3 separate regions of the Mus musculus genome follow, and regions 1 and 3 are each linked to region 2. The links are chromatin contacts, called in public HiChIP or PLAC-seq maps. All regions are on one chromosome and are shown on one strand. Each heading gives the region's core, a stretch centred on a gene start, on an enhancer-like site or on the middle of the called end of the contact. The rest is flanking DNA. Distances are from core to core; before and after follow the strand shown.

What was found. HiChIP or PLAC-seq counts read pairs in DNA pulled down with a chosen protein or histone mark.
Region 1: a contact with region 2 is called in an HNF4G HiChIP or PLAC-seq map of pancreatic cancer cells. The contact joins two enhancer-like sites. A contact is called at or near these places in 1 of 484 Hi-C or Micro-C datasets (bone marrow-derived macrophages), 6 of 115 datasets of contacts at active chromatin or transcription factors (embryonic basal ganglia, embryonic stem cells, fibro-adipogenic progenitors and 2 more) and 1 of 9 other capture datasets (embryonic stem cells).
Region 3: a contact with region 2 is called in a FOXA1 HiChIP or PLAC-seq map of pancreatic cancer cells. The contact joins two enhancer-like sites. A contact is called at or near these places in 1 of 484 Hi-C or Micro-C datasets (brown adipocytes) and 2 of 115 datasets of contacts at active chromatin or transcription factors (bone marrow-derived dendritic cells and pancreatic cancer cells).

Annotation. Positions count from the first base shown.
Region 1 is chr1:106,209,339-106,212,598 of GRCm38.p6, forward strand. The region is part of intron 1 of Phlpp1 (PH domain and leucine rich repeat protein phosphatase 1); the gene reads left to right. Among named protein-coding and RNA genes, the nearest start is that of Phlpp1, 39 kb to the left of the region's middle. Within about 2 kb of position 2,008, at least 35 of the 459 cell types and tissues checked have an H3K27ac peak or open chromatin away from gene starts, as enhancers often do. A contact at or near this core is called in pancreatic cancer cells, where this site is marked.
Region 2 is chr1:106,406,791-106,410,065 of GRCm38.p6, forward strand. No RefSeq gene overlaps it. Among named protein-coding and RNA genes, the nearest start is that of Gm41928, 120 kb to the right of the region's middle. Within about 2 kb of position 1,576, at least 115 of the 459 cell types and tissues checked have an H3K27ac peak or open chromatin away from gene starts, as enhancers often do. A contact at or near this core is called in pancreatic cancer cells, where this site is marked.
Region 3 is chr1:106,240,630-106,244,162 of GRCm38.p6, forward strand. The region is part of intron 1 of Phlpp1 (PH domain and leucine rich repeat protein phosphatase 1); the gene reads left to right. Among named protein-coding and RNA genes, the nearest start is that of Phlpp1, 71 kb to the left of the region's middle. Within about 2 kb of position 1,307, at least 102 of the 459 cell types and tissues checked have an H3K27ac peak or open chromatin away from gene starts, as enhancers often do. A contact at or near this core is called in pancreatic cancer cells, where this site is marked.

The DNA.
Region 1 (3,260 bases), core at 758-3,257, 200 kb before region 2:
GGCAAGCTGCTCAGCAAATCTGTCTACATGGCAAGTTCCAGGCTAGTGAGAGACTTGAGCCCCCAAAATAAGTTTGAGGGCACAATACAAACACAGAAGCAACACAGTGTGTTTGCCTAAGTATGTTAAAAGTGATTTATTGAGGAAAGGAGATGAGCAGTTCTTTTAAGGTTAAATAGAAGCAGCCCACAGAATTGCTCTGGAATGTTGTGGGCATCTCTGGGTTTCCTAGTTTCTCCTGTCCCTCAACAGGGATTTGGACAGAGCACATGAATAGTGACCTAAGAGGAGGTATTTTTTTCTGAGGGATAAAAGTACTTGGGGTGGAAGTGGCCAGACCCTGAGAAAGATCAAAGCTCAATGCACTGGGCCCAGAGAGTTGTCAGTGTGTTGATGTATCCTTTACACAGCACATACCTTCACTTGTGTATGGCTGGCTTCTCTCCCATGTGTTATGACTCCTACCTGTACCTTATGCTAGGGTGGGGGGCTCCAGACTGTTTTTTTGTCATTGCTTTCTTATTAAAACAAGATTTAAAGAGTAAGATTAAGGTAGGTCTCTCTCAATATCTCTCAATCAATCTCTCTCTCTCTCTCTCTCTCTCTCTCTCTCTCTCTCTCTCCCTCCCTCCCTCCCTCTGTTTTGAGACAGTGTTACTCTGTGTAGGTCTGGTTGTCCTGGAACTTAGTCTATAGCCCAGCCTGGTCTTGAACTTAGAGATCAATCAGCCTGCCCCTACCTCCCCAGTGCTGGGACCAAAGGTATGCACCACTGCCCGGCAGATTAACTTGTATTTTAAATGCTCAGAACTTGTGGGTATTTAACTTGTATTTAACAAAATTATAAAGTTATTTATCAGCACTGATTGACCCTAGATATTTCTGTATTCAGCTTGTTTCTGTAGCTCTTAAGAGCAAGCAAACAAACTTAAAATGCTCACTAGGTATTATTCTAGAAACCATTTCTGTTTCTGTGATGTCCTGTGCTTTCACGGAGGTTTACATTTAGAGTTTTAGTTTTAAAAATTAAAACACTTTTTAAATTTTATGAGTTTGAGTCTTTTGAATACCTGTTATACATTTATAGTCTCCTTTAAAGTAGTGACGGTATATTTTTACTATAATAGTTGTGATAGAGGAGGAGGTGGGAAAGAGTGCTTTTACCCCGGACAGATGACTTATAAAGTAAACTATCTAAAACAGTTACTTTAAAAAAAATTACCACTTTGCAACTAAATCCACAAAATCTAGCCCAGTGATTCATGTATCTGGTTAAAATTTTCCTTCAGAAAATTTCCAAGTATAGACTTCTTTACTCGCTTAAAAAAATTGATTTATGGGACTGGAGAAATAGCTTTGAGGTTAATAGAACTGGTTGCTCTTCCGGACTGCTCTGGTTTAATTCCCAGCACCCACATGGCAGCTCACAGCTGTCTGTAACTTCACTTCAGGGTGCCTGGCAAAACAACAATGCACATAAAGAAAATGCACTTTTAAAGGATTAATTTTATTAATTATGGTGTGTGTGTGTGCACTCGCACATGCATCTGTCTGTCTGTCTGTCTGTCTTGGTGTGCATGTGAATGCAGGTGCTTCTCGAGGATAGAGGCATCAGATCCCTGTTGACCTAGAGTTACAGGTGGCGGCAAGGAGCCTGATATCCTCTGCAGGCCAGATGCTGCCTCTCTGTCTCTGGAAGACATAACGACTTCTCCAGACTCCCTTTACTCCACTTTTGATCCCAAGCAGTTGAAACTGTTCAGTGTAACAACCTGCCTCTTCACTGTTTTGAACATTCTTTTCTCTACATAAGTCATCTTCTGAGATAATTACAGTGTTAAAGACCCATCCCTGTGCTCTTTGATTTCTCCTGGAATTTGAGGAGAACTAGGTGCCACCTACAAGTGGGAGATCGCCACTCACTTTTCCTGTGGGTTACTGGCCTTTAGCTATTTAGTCAGCGTTGTACGTCTCACGCAGGAAGTGAGTGTCCCATTCAGCCTCTTAGCAGACTGGACTGACTCACTGGTGGACCAAAGCCCCAGCCTACTTTACCATTTCCTCCAGGTCCCTTCTCAGTGGTGCTTTCTTAGCCCTCTCCTAAGGAGGAGTTTCTTAATTTTCAGAGTCAGTCATTCCACACAATTCTGACAATGATGGTTGTACCTCCACCTTAGCATGTGTGGGCTCGTCTGTCATGTTGATGCCATCACATTTTAGATTCTTGGTCATTTCCTTTTTCCATATTGCTGCCAAAGCTCTCTTCTCTTCTCTTCTCTTCTCTTCTCTTCTCTTCTCTTCTCTTCTCTTCTCTTTTTTTCTTTCTTTCTCTTTCTTTCTTTCTTTCTTTCTTTCTTTCTTTCTTTCTTTCTTTCTTTCTTTCTTCCTTCCTTCCTTCCTTCCTTCCTTCCTTCCTTCCTTCCTTCCTCTTTCAAATATTTTTCTTTATTCTCTCTCTCTTTTTTTTTTTTTTTTTTTTAAAGACACGGTCTCACTATGTAGCCTTGATTAGGTTGGAACTCAATAAGTAGACCAGGCTGGCCTTGAACTCAAATAGCTTCTCCTGCCTCTGACTCCAGAGTGCTGGAATTGCCCTCAATCCCAGCCAACTCTGTCCAGTTTTCTTGAAGATCACCTCTGATATCCCTCTCCACTGCATGAAGTATTGGTCTCCAAGAAAGATCCTTTGTGACACTATTCACTGGGGGAGATGTGCACAGATGTCTCCTCACCTCAGGTAGGAAACTGATGAAAGACCAAAGTAAAGTTGCTGCCAAAGTTCAACTTGGTGAACAAACAAGTTTTATTGTGGTTCTTTATAGAAATATGGATGAAGGGTTATTTATAGGAGCAAAAGTGACTCAAAGACAGCTATATCACCAAAAGCCTACCCAGTATGGATGGCAGCTATCAAAGCTAGACACTTAGAACACATTGCACAGCGTGCACACAGCCCTACAGGTTGGGTGGTATCCTCTCCAGGTAGCTTAGTGTGTCTGAGCCTCTTTCTGGAAGCTCATTGGGCCTTTGTTCTTGCAGGGAGTAGTCTAGCCTGAGGGCCTCCTCGTAGTCTTTACTGCCTGTTTATTCTTGGACAGTTTCAGGGACTTCTTGAGGCCTTTGAGTTTACTTCAAAAGCTTAAGGAGCTTCCCAGCAGGATGGAATAGTTTCCTTTAGAATATCCTGTGTCTTACAGACCTTCCCTCCAATACCACAACAAAAATACAGATTCATCTGGATATAGGAAGAAACAAATAAG
Region 2 (3,275 bases), core at 326-2,825:
TGGAGGTAACCAGCCACATGGCAGAACTTAGAATAAAGGTTGCGATCAAATCAGGGAACAAAGGTATTTGTAAATATATTTGAGTCTCAGTGATTATTCTGGGAGCCTGGGCCTGGGAGGAAAAACTTACTTTACTGCCAGCTCCAGGTGTTCCCTCAAAATCTGTAGCTAGCTCCAGGCTATCCTTCCTTACAAATTGTTCCAACTGCTGCCTGCATGTCCGTATCCCCAGATGGTCCCCCAGTACTGTGTAGTGAGTGAAACAGCTTGCTCTTCCAGGGACTTGGCCAGCATCCCAACTTTCTTGGGTCCCTAAAGATGTCAATGCCCCACACAGCAGGAAGCAGTCTAAAAAAGCATGGCACCCAATCTCTCCTTCCTATTCCTCACCTTTTGTTATAAACAAAGGGGAGGAATGTTAGTCCCAGCCTGCCTTCAGTGACTCAGTGCCAGCAGCCCTGACATACCAGCCCAAAGGCGACACTCACATCCTTTAAAAGGTTCCTGATGAGGAGGCCCTGTTCTCTGTCTCCTGGTCCCTCTGTCTCTTGCTCTTTGTATTTCTCCATCTCCCCTGCCCCTTATCTCTTGTGTGAGACTTGTTTCTTGGTGTGCTCTCTGTGGCATGACTTATCCCACCCATCATGAATCCACCATGGTACTCCTCCCACCACAGAAAACCTAACAATGATTCTGTTAGGAAGCACAGTCTTGGAACAGGACACGCTGTATGGCTAAGGTGCTACTGAGGCTGGGTGGAGCCAGGAGGAACCAGATCAAGGCAGATAGGAGCATGAGGCAGGTTGTGAAATTCAAGGATCCCTAAGCAGTGCCGAGGGCATCTGGGACTGGAGCCTGTTTCTGAGGGCTTTGCTTTAGTGAGGGCCTTCAGTGAATTTGCCCTCAACTGCCAGTCAGTCATTTGGTGAACTGAGCTTCTAGCAAGCTCTGTGGCCACATCTCCCTCAAAGAGATAGCCAGTCAGCAGCCACAGATAGGTGCAGGCTGCTTGCTTTGTCCTAAAGTTCCCTGGGCTGTTCTCTTGCAGCCTAGGTAGAAAATCACAGCTGTTGAAGGTTGAGGAGGTGGCGGGGGTGGGGGGGGGTGGGGAAGGGTGTACTCAAGGACCTTGCCAAGTACTCCATCAAAAACCAGGGCACTACTTTTTCACAGCAGAATAACAGGTTCTGAGAGAGGCTCTCGGGGCTGGTGGCTAAGCTAGGGGACAGCTACATGGCCGAGTATGGATGGAACCTCGCTAGCCCTGGGCGAGACAGAGTCACAGTTGGATGAGTCACCGTCTCAGAATCTCAGTCTGCAAATGAAGGAAGTGACACTGGGACCACAGCCAGGAGAGTCAGAAATGCTAGGAGTGACTGAAAGAGGTCACCAGGAGATCAAGCTATTCTCACCTGAGGCCAGGACCTGCAGAGATGGCTTTGTAGGGGACCTCCAGGGGCGACTAGCTGTGGGGGATGTGAGAGTGAACCTAGTGGAGGAGGAAGTGGATCAGAGCTAGACTTCATGGTCTCCTGCTGGAGGAATCCCGATCAGGCTGTATGCAGTCTAAGATAGGAAGTGGCTCCCAGCAAACTGGTGAGACAGAATAAAGGACCAGAGCCCAGAGTGATGGCTGCTTCCTCTGTCTTCTCTGAAAATCTCCATTGGGCAACCAGCCTGCTCCCCTATAGAGTAAGGGGCAAACAAAGCCAGAGAGCTCCTGTAATCCTCCAGTTGGGTCTTGATTATATAACCTCACCCTTACTGGCTGAGAAGCTGTATATAAGTTTTTGTACTGAGTAATAAAGTTAGACCTGTATACTGATGTGTGTGGGTGTGAAATCTTTGTGGGTCCTGTCTCCACTTTCTCCCCATTTCTTGGTCCCAGTTCTGTCAACTAGAGGATGAGCACATGCCAGGGTGCAGTCCACACGAAGGACCCCTCCATCCAAACCCTATCCTGTTTGAAAATGGGAACATGCGGAGCAGACAGATCTACAACTGGGGAAGACTAATGACTCTTCTAGGGTCATCAGCAAGAGGATGTCAGAGATCCTTCGGCCTTCCCAAAGGGTGGTGACTTCACATGCCAGTGCCTCCGGAAGCAGCAAGCACCCTCCTCTGGGGCTGCCAGCTCCTCGCTGCCACTTCCTGTTTCAGGTGTGGTTTTCCTGGGCACACAAATCAAATTCCACAGCAGCAATGATTCCAAATAGTACAACTGGCTTGGAGTTAGAGACTGAATGTGTCGAAGGATCTCTCTTAGAACATGAATCTATCCTTGCTTACTGAGTTCTATATAAATAAAGAAGTGCCCCACTGCCCGTCAGTCAGGCTGTAAGAACTGCAGCCCCACAACCATGCCTGACTCATTCCTTCTCCAACTCCATACCAGCCCCCAGCCCCTAGCTCCCACCCCCGTGGGATCTAACCAATACTGGTATGGCCCTCAGCAACCAAGTCCAAAGTTAAAGATGTGATATCTCCATCTCTATCTCATCTCTATCTCTACCTCTATCTCTATATCTCTATAGATCTATACCTATATATGTCAGCAAATTGTTAGATTCAGAAGAGAGATACAGATTGATCTGAAACCTGAACCACTTCTACATAAGGCTTTCAGGGCATCTAGACCACTTGACAAAGCAAGTCTGTGGTCACTTAACTGGAGAACCACTGTGATAAGAATTCCTTCAGTCAACAATTTACCAGACACTTAGATGATACCCAGTAGGCCTGAAGAGATTTGTGGCTGACCTAGATTCTAATGGCCTAGTTCACATTCCATCCCATTTCCTGTCACCTAGCTTCCTGTGGATCTTTTGGGATTCCCCCGTTTGCAGGACTGTGTGGTACCAGTTCCTGCTGAAGAGAACAGTCACAGATCCCTGCCGAAACCTCCCTGTGCTGTGTATTCCCCACTGTTCCCCAGCAGTTGGTATGCACAGCCACGGCTGGGGCAAGAGTTCTGTGCTTGAGAGCCCAGGAAGCTTCTGAGGAGCCCAACTGTCTGAGTGAAGAGCACCCTCACTGTGTGGTGACCCCTCCTCATGCACACCACACACTGTACATGTGGCCTTCTACGGTGGGATGGCACCATCTAAACTCTGCCCTCACGGTGACTCACTTGAAGGTGGAGTTGATCTTTCCTACTCTTTGCTTTATCCATATATTCCCATGGGCCTACATGTGATATAGATGTGTAGCCAAAATGTTCAAACTCAGAGAGATTGCTGTTACCATCTCAGTCACTGTTCTATTGCTGTGAAGAG
Region 3 (3,533 bases), core at 57-2,556, 170 kb before region 2:
GTGTGCTCTTACAATGATGATCCAAGGCGATTAAAATATGTCCTGCCTTATCACAAAGCAAATAAATTATTTGCTTTGTGATAAGGCAGGACAAGTTATGTGACATTCCCAAGTATTGAAATAAGACTTATTGCAAGAAGAATTAAGTCTTGGAAATCTATAACGCTCCATAATGTGGGTCAGTACATGACCCACAACCCTCAGAAAGCCATTATATTATGTTTTAATAGCTTCAAGGATTGAAAATGAATTAGAGAACATCCCAGCCTTTAAAGTGAATTGAATATAGCTGCAGTAACTCCTCGTAGGGAAGGAGGCTAGAGACAGAAAAAGGAGCAAGGTGGCTATTGCTGTAGCTGAGTTGGACATGGGGGACCAAGGTCAAGAACCTGGGTATGGGCCCTTTAAGAGTGGAAGGGTTGCATGCAGACTTACAGGAAAAAATGTGCAAGAAGTGGTTAGGTGGCTGTATGTGACAAAGAGGGCTGAGTGGAAGTGATTGAGACTTTGCAGTGTTTTGGTCTGGGTACATGTGCATTACTACTGCAGAAGTGGGACACTGGGTTTTGCAAGGAGGAAAACTGGCTTTGTTCTAGAGTGCTGAGTTCAGTTGGCAAGAGACTTGGCAGGAGCTTGGATGTACCAGCCTGGATCTCTGAATGGTTCTTTTCAGCAGATCCCCAGGCAAGCAAAGACAGGCATACTTTCATTGTTGCCCTGGTAAATGCTTAATAATTATTGCTTGGTTTGTATGTCTTTTGAATTTTGTGGGATGACTGGATTTGCTTAGAAATAAACTTTGTTCAGATACGTAGTTTTCACTTACAAGAAGTGAGGAGACATGCCCATACACTTCCAGTGGGCTAGCCCATGATCCTTGTGCCTGCATGGTCTCCGGAAATGTCACACCATTTCACTGTCCTGCTGCCCTGTACATTGCTCACTTCCATGTAATTTTAAAAGTACAGGCACATTAGTAAAGTTTCCATCATGTTTGTCTTGTGCTTCTGCTTTTCTTCCACTGAGATGACTTGCTCATGGTTGACTTGAACTACTAAGGAATACACAGTTTCTCCACTCTCAATGTGAGAGCCCTTTTGCTGTGTCTTTGAATGTTTTGATACTTCCTTGATCTTTACACAAGTATTCCAAGTTTATTCGCTGCGCATTGTAGGATGCTGTTGGGACAGTAAGATGTTACAGCTGCACTTCCTTGAGTCAGTTTCTGATAGCAGCAGGGAACTTTGGAGGTGACTAAGGTAGTTAGTCTTCATAATAAATCAAAGTTTATTGAAATCACTGCTTACACAGCAGAGACTGTTGCTGGAAGCCTAAAAGCTGATAGACTAGGACGTAGCCCTGAGGGATCAGTGTGGGGGATCTGGATCGGTACCATTTTTGTTTTCTGTCTCTAATTACTACTCTGCTAATAATTGAGCATACTATTTATTAATTAGTGAGTGAGGGATTTTTCTCTATCTGAATAAAGATATCATAAAAGTAAATTTTCTTTTTTTTCAGCCTGGATATAGTCAACTTGAATTCCTATAACCAAGGAGTTGTTTATACAAATCTAAGCATATGTTTTTCTAATCAGGAATGTTGACTCATAGACCTCTTTCAGCGATCCCTTCCCTGAGTATGCTGCAGAAAAAGCAGCGGAGCTGCAGGGGAGAGTACATACTGACTAAGCTTTATTTCTAGAGCTGGAGAGGTGCCAGTCTTTCAAAGTTCTCAAGCCTAAGGCTTCTGGAAAAGAATATTTTCTCAGGCATGCCTTATTCAATTTCTAATGAGCTGTTGTTGTTCTGAAGTAAAACTGTAATTTGCTGTCACATTTGTGCTCTGTGGACATAACTGTGAAGCAGTTGGTTTTGTTGCTGATGTCCTTTTAGGATAAATGATTTGCTCAGAAGTTTGAGATGGTCCCAACTTTTTCTGGGGAAAATATTCTGACTTTGCTCCTCTTTTCTCATTAAAGTATCACTATTGTACTTTGCTTTTTTTCTCCCTTTTACCTTCTAATTTCTCAAAATGCCTTATTCCCTAAACACAATATAAAGAAAAGCCACTGATAAACAGGGTTTAAATTACTGATTCTTTTTTACTGTCAGGCCGAGTTTGCATTGAAATTTTTCAACAATTTAATTCCATTGAAAAATTAACAAACAAACACAACTTCCCGTGTGTGTGTGTGTGTGTGTGTGTGTGTGTGTGTGTGTGTGTGTGTGTGAGAGAGAGAGAGAGAGAGAGAGAGAGAGAGAGAGAGAGAGAGAAGCAGCAGCAGTAGCAGCAGTAGTAGCAGCAATAGTAGCAGTAGCAGGAATAACAGCAGTAGCAACAGTAGTAGCAGTGGCAGTAGCAATAGCAGTGGCAGCAGTAGCAGTAGCAGTAGCAGTCCCAGTAGTAGCAGTAGGAGTAGTAGAAGCAGCAGCAATAGCAGCAGCAGCAGCAGCAGCAATAGTAGCAATAGCAGCAGCAGCAATAGTAGCAGTAGCAGCAGTAGCAGTAGTAAGTAGTATTAGGTCAGTCAGAGGTAACTTTTAGGAAATGGTTTTCTCCTTTCATAGTGTGGGTTTTGGGACTGATCTCAATTCTTTAGGCTTGACATCAAGCAACCTTTCCTGTGGAGGCATCTTACTGGCCAAAAGGTTTTGTTGTTGTTGTTGCTTTGTTTTTGTTGTTGTTGTTTTTTTCCCCTTTTCTTTTTCTATTTTTTGAAAATAGGGGCGATCCTTATATCTGAAGCTTTGTAGACAGTGCACAAGGAAATGCCCTGCTGTTAAGACTGTAGTTCTGAGACTAATGATGACAGCAAACTATTAGAAAATATGTATAAGCCTTCAGAGTGAGTGTAGTTGTACAAGTACTCTCTTCATTTGTGTACTAAGGCTGAGAGATATCTTGGTCCAGCTCCAGCTGATGACTGCATTGGAAGTTAGGTCTTTACCCTCTGCTCCTGACTCTCCTTCATGCTAGCTTGCCTACTTGCCAGTTTGAATCACTGCATTCAAAATGAGCTCAATGGAACTTGGTCTAATGAATATTTAGTGTTGGGCCATTCTTGACATGGGATGGGCCGTCTCCTGTAGTGTGCTCTTTACTTTTTTTGTAGTAATCACAACCTACATTTGCTTGACTATAGAGTTTGATATATATTATAGCACTAATTTAATTAGCAGTTGTTGAATGCTCACTATATTTCAGAAACACTGCTAAGTACAGATGCATAATCTAACATCTCTATTGCCGTCAGTCTGACATCAGAGGCGCTGGATTCAAGCTCAAGTCTTCCAGCTCCAAATCTGTGCTCTTAACTCTATGTTTGAGCTGCTGTGGTTAGACTACTTGATTGTTTTTTAAGCCGGGAGCTTATTGACCTAAGATTTGAGTCTAATCCTATACTATCAAATCTACGTCATCTAAGTTTGCTTTCTTTCTGTTACTGGGCCTTCTTTGTTGTTGCTGTGTACTTTACTAGAAACTGGGTTAAATAAATTAATCCATCTTTTCTGTGTTGGGGAAATGTGGCT